Linked DNA regions of Anas platyrhynchos: region 2 is linked to region 1. Evidence: chromatin contacts called from public Hi-C data. All regions are on one chromosome and are shown on one strand. Each heading gives the region's core, a stretch centred on a gene start, on an enhancer-like site or on the middle of the called end of the contact. The rest is flanking DNA. Distances are from core to core; before and after follow the strand shown.

The links. A called contact is a pair of places that touch in the nucleus more often than the background predicts.
Region 2: a Hi-C map of subcutaneous adipose tissue shows a contact between it and region 1, with 2.4 times the contacts expected there. The contact joins the promoter of LOC101795071 here to the enhancer-like site in region 1. A contact is called at or near these places in 5 of 8 Hi-C or Micro-C datasets (F1 follicle, liver, skeletal muscle and 1 more).

The regions. Positions count from the first base shown.
Region 1 is chr8:19,172,118-19,177,730 of IASCAAS_PekinDuck_T2T, reverse strand. It overlaps RASAL2 (RAS protein activator like 2), which reads left to right. Exons shown (of 19, transcript XM_038183330.2): 2 at 4,665-4,792. Among named protein-coding and RNA genes, the nearest start is that of RASAL2, 73 kb to the left of the region's middle. Within about 2 kb of position 2,315, at least 2 of the 8 cell types and tissues checked have an H3K27ac peak or open chromatin away from gene starts, as enhancers often do. A contact at or near this core is called in subcutaneous adipose tissue, where this site is marked.
Region 2 is chr8:19,251,607-19,257,219 of IASCAAS_PekinDuck_T2T, reverse strand. LOC101795071 (quinone oxidoreductase-like protein 2) reads right to left here and starts at 3,163. Exons shown (of 10, transcript XM_038183337.2): 1 at 3,016-3,163; 2 at 2,664-2,787; 3 at 2,400-2,496; 4 at 1,382-1,440; 5 at 1,100-1,165; 6 at 683-792; 7 at 253-334. The coding sequence starts at 3,038.

The DNA of each region.
Region 1 (5,613 bases), core at 1,066-3,565:
TCTGTCGTGACGCGTCACGTCAGTAGTCAGGCTTGAAGTCTCAGCTTCTGTTCAGCGGCTTGATAAAGCTTCGAGCTGATGATTATTCAACCCGAGCTGCCTGCTCGTGCACATTTGTGTAGGTTGGGGTACTGACAAGCTCTCAGACGACAGCATTTACCTAAAGCTCTCCAAGTCTTGTCTCTATGGCAAGTACATAAAGCCGCACGGAAACACTGACAGACCTGTTGTCAGAAGGTGTTAGGGCTCCTTCTAATCTTTCTCTTCAGGGGAAAGCACACAAACTTGGCCACTCCGTTAGTTACTCAGCTGCTTGGCAGCTCCTTGTTGGAAACGCGAGGAGCAGAATACAGACCCTAGTAAAGTCGATGAAAATTTGGCAAAGGCTTCAGAAAGCCCTCGATTTCGCCCCAGGAAGAGCGTGGCTCAGGAAAGGGGCTTTGGCACGTGCCAGGGCTGCTCTTGTCATCGCTGGGATGGAGGTTTGCTTTTGTGTGGTTATTGATGGTAGGCAGAGTGCTTGTTGGCAAAAGGAGCTGGAGACATGGATTTACCTTTAATGTAGTTTTGTTGGCCTGATTTCTGCAGATTCTGTAGTTTTCGGGAGTTGATGCCCCCCTTCTGTTTCAGCAGAGCTGTTGGGGACTAAGTGCTGCTGGAACACTTGACATCGCTTGGAAATAATTTTCTGATTCTGCCCACTGACTGGAAAGTACTCTCCGCTTGTGAATGCGTTTGGAAGTTGCTTTTGTTTGTGTTTTTTTTTTTTTTTTAATTGTTGCATAGTTGCAATGGAAGAATCAGAAATGTTCCCATCTGATAGCGCTCGTACTGCTCCCTCAGCTGCCATCAGCTTTCAGAAAATGTTTTGGCCCTTTCCGTGGGGATGGGCTTGGCATTGGCTCCTTCTTTCCATGTTTCCATGTTCCCAACCAACACCTTTATCTGAAACGCCGTCGCAGCAAGACTGTTCCCTTTTTTTGCCTTTTTTCCTCTTTTTTTTTTTTTTTTTTCCCTTCATTAGCTCTGTAGTTGATAATAAGGTACAAGTTGTCATTTGGCTGAGAGAAAGGGAGCTTTGTGGATATTTATAAAGTGCCTGATGGCATTTCAGTGCCCCGAGGAAAAACAGCCCAGCTTCAAACCTTCAGCCGTGCCAGGCGGGCAGCGCTGCTCCTCTCGGGGTGTCAGGGGAGGATGCACAGAGGAGGGGATTTTTTCCAAGCTGTTACTTAACTGCCATTAGCATTTGTAGGCACATAAGGCATGACCTTTATTCCATGTATAGGCTGACTGATCTGCTTTCTTGAATGCCTCATTGTCATAGGGCCGAAGGGAGCGGGTTGCAGCAGACCAGGGGAGGAAGGAAGGACGTCTTCTCCCTGCTGTGTGCTCAGGTGTGGGGCTGCCTGAGCCCGTCCCACACACGTCTGCAGGCTTGGAGCTTTTGGGTGTGCCTGCCTCATGTCTTCCCCAGCCCCTGTCCAAAGTGAAGTATTTGCATTCATTGGTGAGTTACCTCGGGCAAAGGCTTTGTATGAACCGATAGGCAGCGCTGTATGAGCTGGCAGAGAATAGCCCCGAGGTGACTTTCAGCCTTGCCCTGAAGCTAAGTGGTCCCAGACAGTAGTGGACCTTGGCGTTCCCTTCCTTAGTGATCTGATCAGTGGTGCTAAATCAGGTTTATAGGGCATTAGTGGAAGGGATTGGTAGGTTTTATTCCATTCGCATGAAAACTTGGGACCAAGAATGTAAAATGAAGACTAAACATGAAACCAGAAAACAAAACACAGTTTGTGAAGCAACCGGGTGTATACATGATACTGTGTGAAGTCCCAAAGAGCTTCAGTCTAAACCTGTAGAACCCCTCGGGGTGAGTTTTGGGGTTACAGCTGTTGCAAGGGGCTCTGAAGAGGTCTGCTTGGGCAGGCTAGCTGACATTTGGTTTAAACAGGAAGAGAAGTGGCTAGGCATGGACACACCGGAGCTTTCACTGTGATTTCTGTTGTGGGCAGCTTCCTTGTGAGCTCCCCTCTGGTGTGCGAGATGTGCTTTTGTACCATCAGCCCTGGGGAGAGGGCCGGGGGTACCCGGTACCTCAGGAACCCACCATGCTCTGCTCCTCTGGGTGGAAGACTGTGGGGGCAGCGGGGCTGTGTCCTGCTGTGCGATCAGAAGGGTGCCAGCACACCAGATATTAACGCCAGGCCGTGACTGACAGCTCCAGGCACCGTGACGGCACGCTGCGCTGCCAGCAGGCTGCAGAAAGCTCTTCTGACGTAGCCAGCCCACTTGGCAGCAGAGCTGGGGCTGGCCCGCAGCGCCCGATGACTCAGTTAGGTCCCGAAGTTGTTATTGCGGTGGAAGGAGCCGTGCTGTTCTTTAATCCCTTTGTGCGGCCCCGCAGATCAATCGGGTGGTGTGCTGCCAAGGCCTGTAGTTAGCAGAAATTATAATGCAAAAGTCTTTGGGGGCTGGACAAGTCATGACTGTTAGATTCTGCTGGGGGTGCAGGAGGGTTTCCTTGTGTCGGGAGAAAGCTGGCTTTCCTTCCTGAGGGGCTGGAGCCCCCAAGCTCTGGGCTTCACCTCTGGTACATGCTCACGGCTGGGGTCCGGGGCTTTGTCCTCACCCTGCAGCCTGCTTGCAGGCCCAGAGCCTGCAGGCCTCGCTTGGGCTTGTTGAGGCACGGGCTGGGTTCCTCTGCTGCTGTTGGGGAAACCAAGGGCTAAGCAGGAGCAGCAGCATTTACATTCTGCGTCTGGTTCGGTTTGGGGCTGGGAGCCGCCATAAACGTGAGCTGCAGGTGTGCCAAAAGCCTGCCTCAGGAGCGAGCCTCTCTGAGGTGGCCAAAGCCGTGGGTGACTCCTGAGAGAGTCTCCTGTGCCCCAGCAGCTTGCACGGCCGTGCTTTTGCTTCACAGCGGCCCTGGTGGTTTCCCTGGGCTGTGCCTGTATCAAGCAGGGTTTGGGGCTGCCGGGAGAGGCTCAGAGCTGCCCCGAATGGCAGCACCCCTCAGGCCAGGCAGCACGGTGTGCGGCCTGCCTCTGAACCTCAGGTTCCCGTCTGAATTATCTCATCCGAAATCAAGGAAACAGAGGTGAATTTCAGTATTGTGCAGAGTGGCAGGAGCGATGCATTCCTCTGCTTTTTCTTCCTTACCCGTATCAGATTGCACGTCTCAGGTATTCCTCTGAACCACCACAGGACTCCGAACGCATCTCGGGGCGTAACTGGGTTTTTACTTCCCCAGCGTTAGGAGCAGACACGTGCCTTTCGGCGCTGGGGCAAAGCTGCCGTGTGGAGGAGGAGAGCAGAGAGAAACTGCGGTTTTGGGAGCCACGAGGTGGGATTGGGAGCACCACGGCTGCAGCTGGCCGAGCACCCAGGGTCAAGCTGGGCTCCTGCTTGGGCTCCAAGGGCTCCCTGCAGCCGGGCGGGCGCTGGGTGCCTGAGGATTCACTGGCCTCTAGCGGTGACTGCGGGCAGCAGTCACAGCAAGCATCTTCTGAGCCTTGTGCCACTGCAGGTTTATGGACAAGCTCTGCAGAACACCTCAAGTGGGTTTTCAACGCCCCTTTTGCCTGCTGGGTTCCTCACATAGGAGGGGATCCTGGGCTCCTGCACAGCAAGGGGAAGCTGCTGGCAGTGGGCTTGCTTTTTGTGGTTTGGAGGCTTCAGGAGGCTGCAGAGCACAGCCTGAGAGCGACTGGTGCTCACTTAGATCAGGGCAAAGAGAGAGGTGTAAAACTTGAGTGCAGGATAAAAGTGAGGCTCAATGTTACAGATCATGCAGAACGTGGAACTTCAGAGATTGACTTCAAACCATTTTCTGAAGTTGTATACGTGGTGCTACCAATGGCTCTGTTGCATACATCCCCTTTACATTACTCTGTGGTGTTTCGGTCTCCTGTAAAGAGGTTTTTACAGTGAGTTGCCTGCTCAGTTGAATTCCTCGGGCTGCCTTCTTTGTACCCAGCCTGCTCGGGGCACTGACAGGGTGCCTTGCACAACGGGGTGTGGTGCTCCAGCCTAAAAGACCTGAAGCAAATCGACTTTTTATTTATTTATTTATTTTTGTCACTGTGCTGGCTGTGACTGAATGGAAATGCTGGAAGACTCCTATCTGCCACAGCTTTACCAAACAGCTTCCTGCCATAGGAGTGCTACTAAGCCCTTCTCAGTGAAATGCCGGTCCCTTTGGATTTTCCCTCCCTTCTTCAAGCCAGCCTGCCTTGCTCCCAGTCTCTCTTCCTGTGCCTCTCCTCCCTAAGTCTCAAATAATCCAGTTTGTTAAGAGTTCGGGTACGCTCAGGGCCCACACTTTTGTGAAGGAAACAGAGGGAAGATGGAGCTTGCGTGAGGCTCTCGGTCTTTGCTTTTGGTTATATTTCAGTCTTAAGCAACAGCATTTATATTCTTCTCGGGCATTGCCATTTTCGTAAGTCATGCTCTAGATAACTAAGTACTCCCGGTGTACCTCACATTGCGTTCCCCACGGGTGCCTCCCAGGATTAGCAGTTTGTCTTTTAATACGCTGAGCCAGGCGCTGCTGAGTACAGATTGCAGCTCTGGTGTGCAGCTTGCTGCAGAACCACAGAAGCGAAGGAGGGCGGGTAATGACACACGCTAATGACTCCGGGATCCCGGTTTTCTGTTCGCAGATGTGAAAGGACCACCTACGCACAGGCTGTCCTGCGGCCAGTCCCCCTACACCGATACGACAACATGGGAGAGGAAATACTGCATCCTGACCGACAGCCAGCTGGTGCTGCTCAACAGGGAGAAAGAGGTGAGAGGAACACACGTGGGCCGCTCAGCCCGTGCCTGTTGGCCTTCGTTGGTGAAATGGGAAGGCCATTTCTTCATCTCCTCCTTTTTGTTGTTGCTCATGAGGTTAGTGATGAGCGTGAAAGGAGGGAGCTAACCTATTCTGCATGTAGGGATAGCAGTAGCACTCACAGTCATAATCTAGCTGGCCCAGATGCCGGTTGCATGGAAGAGGTGACAGCAAACTGTGTGCATCCACCACTCCTTGCTGGAGTTCTTTGCCCTGCATTTAACTCTGCCACTCCATCTTTCTGCATTATTGCTGCTTTTAATGGTAAGTAAAGCCACCGTGGCTTTGTAAACCTATCTCCTCGCATCAGTGCGGACATGAGCTTGGGAAATGGGACGCTGGTGGTGGCTGCGTTAGAGCGCTGAGCTGCAGCGTGCAGCCTTCACACCATACAGTCATCCTTCCTGCAGTCAGAAGGCAAATTGAGGCAAAGGTTTGCCTTCTCTCTAGCTAAATGTAGCAAACAGGATTGGGTGGCCCTTGGCATGGAATACTCAAAGCTATTGCAACCATCTTTGCCTTAATTATAAAATTACTGTGTGTGTGTGTATATATAGCATGTAGGACTGGGCGTTGTGCCGTGGTATGAAGGTAATGTCCGTGTGGTTAAAGAATAGGCACATTTTAGTTGATTGAAACATTTTGAACAAATAAATGCTGATAAGTTCCCTCTCGCAGGTTACACCTTGATATGTTTTTTCTTGTTATATTTGATGTCTGTGGACTCTCACACATACGTTGGCATTAGAAGTTGATAATATTTCTGGGTTTGT
Region 2 (5,613 bases), core at 1,914-4,413, 79 kb before region 1:
CCGCAGGGGAGGTGCAGGAGGTCCCAATGCTGCCCACGGGAGCGACGGAGACTTATAGCAGAGCCCGAGGGAAGTGGAGGAGAGAGGGTGTGATAACTAGGGGAAAAGAGGCTGGTGTCAGATCCAGCAAAGGCCTGGCCTCGATTCTCTGCCTCTGTCACCACAATGCTAGGCCACCTGCTTGTCAAGATGTGGCACTGGAGTACGCACACGGAAGGACAGGCTCTGGTGAAAAGGCAAATACCTGAATACCTTTGCCTGGAACACGTTGGCAGCCAGATCAATGATGGCAAGCCCAGTGGCCCCAGCTCCTGCCGTCACCAGCACTGTCTCCCTGGGAGGGAGAAGAAAAATGAACAAGCAAAGGTCTATGGCACAACAGGAAAACATCTCTAATTCCTGAATGAGGCAATTTTTCAGTGACATGAGGATCACCCTCCCATTATGGGGTCTGTGGCCTCCCCAGGCTTGGCCAGATCCATGCCACTTTTTCTACCAGAGCAGCAGGCAGAGGTACGTTAACTGCAGGCTGCAGAGAAAACACAGGTCCTGCATGGTGCAGGCCTCTGCTCCAAGCAGCATTAAGCTGCACACCCTGGGAGCTCAGTGCCCTGACAGTTTTGCCTGTGGAGATGCCCAGGACCAGGCTGCAGTTCCTGTGCCACCCCAAGCTGCTGCTTACCCTGGCTGCAGCCGTGCCCGGCGGCACAGAGCCAGCCAGGCAGTGCCATAGGCGATGGGCAGCACCGCTGCGTCCTCGTGGGAGACACTGTCAGGGATCTGCCACAGCATCTGCAGACAGAGATGTGATGTGGGAAGGGACGGGGTGAGGCTTGTGCATCTGAGCCCTGCTGAAGCAGACCCCACTGCACAGCATCAGGGGGGCCTGCTGGGAGAAAAGGCTTGTTTTAAGGTTGTTTTGTTTTTTTTTTAAACATCTATTTTGAAAAAGCTCCCCCATGCGTGTGGTCCCACAGTGGCAAGGAAAGTGGAGAAAGCAAACCTAAAGGGTGGTGAAGCAGCAGCTCCAGCAAGGCTAAAGGGCTGAGCAGAGGTGAAGCTCTCCCGCAGTTTGGGGGGAGAAATGCTCCGTCCTTACCTTCTCATCAACGACACACTCCGCTGCCATAGCTTTAGTGCCAGTCACACCGATTACTCTGTATCCCTGCCAAAAATAGCGATTGGATGGGCGTCGGGAGAGAAATAGCTCAGTCCTGCTGTTCCCTCCGAATTAAGCATTTCATTTCCCTGCATTTTCAGGAAGAACTGCGAACAGCTCAAGCTGTGTCTAACAACAGCCCACGTAGCCCATTAACTGCAGGTATTTACCCCTTTCCTCTTCTGAGTTTCCTGCGTCCTTACATCCCTGCGTTGTTCTTACCTCCTTCACGGCACTAACGTTTTCTCCAGTCTCCATTACAGTCCCCGAAAACTCCATCCCTGCAGGAGGACAAGGACGTGCACGTGTTGACACAACCCATTTTTGCTTATGCAATTAGCAGCATCCTCAGCTGATGGACCTGCAGATGAGGTCTCGCTTCCAGAACCATGAAGCTGTGGAAATCACTCAGCAACAGGAATTTCTGTGCTCCTCAGCCCTCTCACCTTCACTTATAACACCGCAATGCAAAGAAATAACCACCAGGCTCTGCTGCCAAGGCTGCTGAACATCCGTGGGTTGCACCCACACAGTGCACATGGAGCAGATCCCTGGGCCAAGCCATGAAGTTTTCAGCAGCAAAGCACCAGTTGGGCAGAAGATGGCAGCATCAGCACGGGGGACAGCAAGTGCTTGCTCGTTAAGGCAAGACTCTTTCAGTTTGGAATACCAATATATTTTTGCAGAGGAAGGAAGGCGCTTCCACACCGTGAGACTTCAGAAATGTGCTTTTTTTGCACATCTTTTTTGCTGCGAGACAGCAGTTCCTGGGCTGGTGGAGCCAAAGGAGCTGTCACAGCCCGAAGGAGCACCACACACACATTGCCTGTGCGCAGCGCTGCTGGAAGGCGCTGGGGCAGAGAGATTTTGTGGAGGGAGAGGAGGTGCCTTCAGCCACATGCGCTTATGGTGGTTATTGCAGCTCTGGACAGAAGGACCCAGCCCTGCCCAAAACCACTCTGTGCTTTGGTGTTCATAGCTTCCAGGCAAACAATACTTCCTGTTGTTCTCCCCAGACTAGCAAGTTCTCTTTGCATGCCACCTTCGAAATGCAATATGTTACGTCGGGTATTATCAGAGGGTGTTAAAACATGATCCTATGGACCCTAAAAGATTTGTCAAGTCAGCTGATGCTTTCTTGGCAGCAGCCTTCTCCTCGCAGGGCTGCTCATCTCCCTAGGATGTGCCACTCGAGCACATTTGGCACTGCCCCCTCTGCACAGCTCGGTCACCTACTCACCAGGGGTGAAGGGAGGAGTGTGTCTGTCCTGGTACAGACCCTGGCAGGCCAAGATATCAGCAAAATTTAACCCGCAGTACTGGACACCCACACGGACCTGCAGGAAAAGGGGACAAACATTAAACCCTGGAGCACGAGTCCTGGGGTCAGCAGCTTGTTTTTGCTGTGGCCACGGGGGCTGTCCCCAAGAAGTTGTCCTGGTGGCAGTGGACAGCACGTGTTGAAGGGTTTCTGTCCCGCTCCTGCGAGACCCCATGGCCCTACCTGGTGGGGCTGCAGCGGGGGGGCCGGAAGGTCCTGTAGGATCAGGGGCTTGGCCAGTTCGGTGCACTGAGCCACTCGGTAGCCACGGGCACCCCGCAGCGAGGCCAGGCCCAGGGCGCTGATCCTGAAATGAAGGGGCACGGGGACACCTCAGGGAGGGTGATGGAAAGGGGGGTCCTGGGGCTGAGCTGGGGAGCAGTGAGGGCAAAAGGGGTAGAAAGGGATGGGGAAAGGGGGACGGGAGGGGAGTATGGGGGCAAAAATAGGGAGCATGGAGAGAGAGGAGGCTGGGAAGTGGGAAGGGGAATGGGGAAATGGGGAGGGGAGCGGGCAGGAGGCAGCCGCCCCGCACCGCAGCGCTGCCGCCGCCGCCATTCCGCGCCCCGCGCCGCCTTCCGGGCCCCCCCGCGCTGCTGCGGGACGGGGCCGGGCCTCGGGCGTCGAGGGCGGGCGATGGCGGCGCAGTTGCTGTGCCTGGTGCCCTCTATCAGCCGGCACCTGGAGCCGTAATGAAGGGCAGGACGGGGGCTGCTGGGATGGCACCGGCTCCTCGCCCGGCTCCTGGTGAAGCAGCCCGGGCTGCGCTCCTCTGCCTCGCCTGAGGGAGGACGGAGTGCTGCGCTCATGGAGCAATGTCGCTGCCCATCCCTTCAATGCCCCATCACTGACTCCCCAACGAAAACAAAGCACCAGAAGCCTTGCAGAGACCATGTCGGGCACCATAAAGGCTGAGGGACCAAGCGCTGAGGCTCATGTGGTGGCTGAGGGAGCCCACTTGAGGAGGGAAGGGGGCTTGGAGCTGTGACACCGCAGCACTGCTCTTGCTGGGCTGCTGATGGGACCCTTACATGGTTACACCCCTGCGTGCTGGTGCTCCCGAAATGCCTAAGCTGTTTCTGTGCTTCTCTAACATCCTAAATCTCCTCTTGGCCAACCCTCAATCCAGCTTGTGTGCTACAGGCCGATGGCCTGGTGTGACCAGCGCACACAGCCATGGCTCACCACAGCACAATTCTTGCTCGGAGACCCCATTTCCTTCTGTCACACCCAACTCTGGGGTCCTGGCATTTTATTTTAAATACAGCTTGAGCCAGAACCCTCTGGGGGTAGGGAAGGACGGGGGCTGTGTTTGCACGTAGGTGAGCTGCTGACGCAGCTGCCTTGTGCTCCAGACCAGTGCGCTTTCCTTTGTTTATTCGGACTCCTAAAGGAACAATAGGTTGGAGGATGGGGAGGGGAGGCATATACATTTTGCTCCTCCTTTCTTCCGACATGTCATCATCTCACAGCTCTCGACCGGTTCTGTTTGGAAGGTGCCACTGCTGCATTCAGCTCCAACAGCAGACATGTAAGGGCAGCATCATTTTGGGGCCGTGCATCTCAAGGCTACCCCAAGCGAGGCTGTCTGTGTCTTTGCACACCCTTTGTTTGCAGACAACGGCCTCTCTAGGTAACCACACGACAGGCCATAAGTTCCTATGTATTTGCATCTGTCTCTGCTTACAATAGCAAGGGCAGGGAACCCATCTGTTTAGGCAACACGGTGCAAAAATACAGCAGAGATAGGCTGGATAAAGTAGTAGGATAGGCGGCCCAGAGAAAGAAGCTCGTGTTCCTATAGATGCAGATAAATCCAGGGGTTATGTGCTACGCAAAGTTCAATCCAAGTCACCTAACCAGGGCTTTAGCAAGAAAAATAGGGATAAATCCATCATTCCTTCCTTGTTGCCCAAAGATAAAACACAACCCATGCAGCCATCATCACAGTATCTGCTGCCATCAGCTCCCACTGGCCAGGGGATCAGCTCCATCTCCTGAAAAGACCCATTAAAAGACTACATTTTAAAATGCCAGTCCCCTGCTCATTAGAACCAGCAGGAGGGTTTTACAGATCTGCTTACGAGACTACTTAACAAGCAGCACAGCTCTCCTGAAATAAGGGATGCTGCCCAAATAGCTGCATGTCAGGGGCAGGCAGTATAGCCGGTAGCTTTCCAGCTGTGTTTTCTCTCCACGGGGATGGATGGACAGGGACAGCACCTTCCATGGCCATGCTGGCAGCAGCACAGTGGGCAGCAAGAACCGGTTGTTGGCAGGATGGGATCTTGCCAGCCCACATCTTCGGTGTTTCATGCCAGCCTCGGCCCTGTGCTGCCCGGCATCGCGTGTACGGGACAGGGAGTGAAGAGCCGAGAGCTGCACCAATCTCACCACACGTGTAAATAGAGAGGGGATGTTGTCCTGCTGAAGTGAGACCAGATGTTCCTCCTGTCCCTTAGTGAAAAATTACAGTTTCATTAAAATAGCAGCCGCCTTTGCAAGGTAGAAACCCAGCGTCAGCTCAAGTATCCTGGGGGCAGCTGGCACAAGATGAAGGAGGGATGGCGGCAGCCGTTAAAGCCGGGCTGCAGTTCTTTAATATTTAACTTTCCCCTGTGCTGGTTTTTCTCTTTTTTTAATCAGCATGCGCATTATCTGCCGGCCATGTTCAAAGGGGGCTTTGCAGCGGAGATTTTGGTGCTTAATCCCAGAGGCAGGAGGAGCGGAAGGCTGGCTCGGGAGCCCTCAGGGCTCCATCACCCAGTGCAGCAGCAAAGACCGGCCACCGCCGACCGCAGCAGGTCCAAGGGAGCAAAACTGGGGTCAGCCCCATCTGGGTGATGGCTGTGGTCCATCAGGCTCCATCTTTAGGGAATTAGCAGGAGGATACAGGCATGAGTGTGACCAGCGCCTGGCCATGGCCAGCTGCAGATGCTTAGGAAGGGATTTCGGAAGAGGGAACGAATAAAGCAATCCTTCCTCCGGCGTACCCTGCCGGCTTCCGGCAATCAGCAGCGGGGAGACTTCCTGAGCTGCAGGCTGCACGAATCCGTCTAATCCTTTTTTTTTGAATTCATTTATACTTTTGGCCTCCGTGACATCCTGTGGCAGTAAGTTCCACAACGTAATT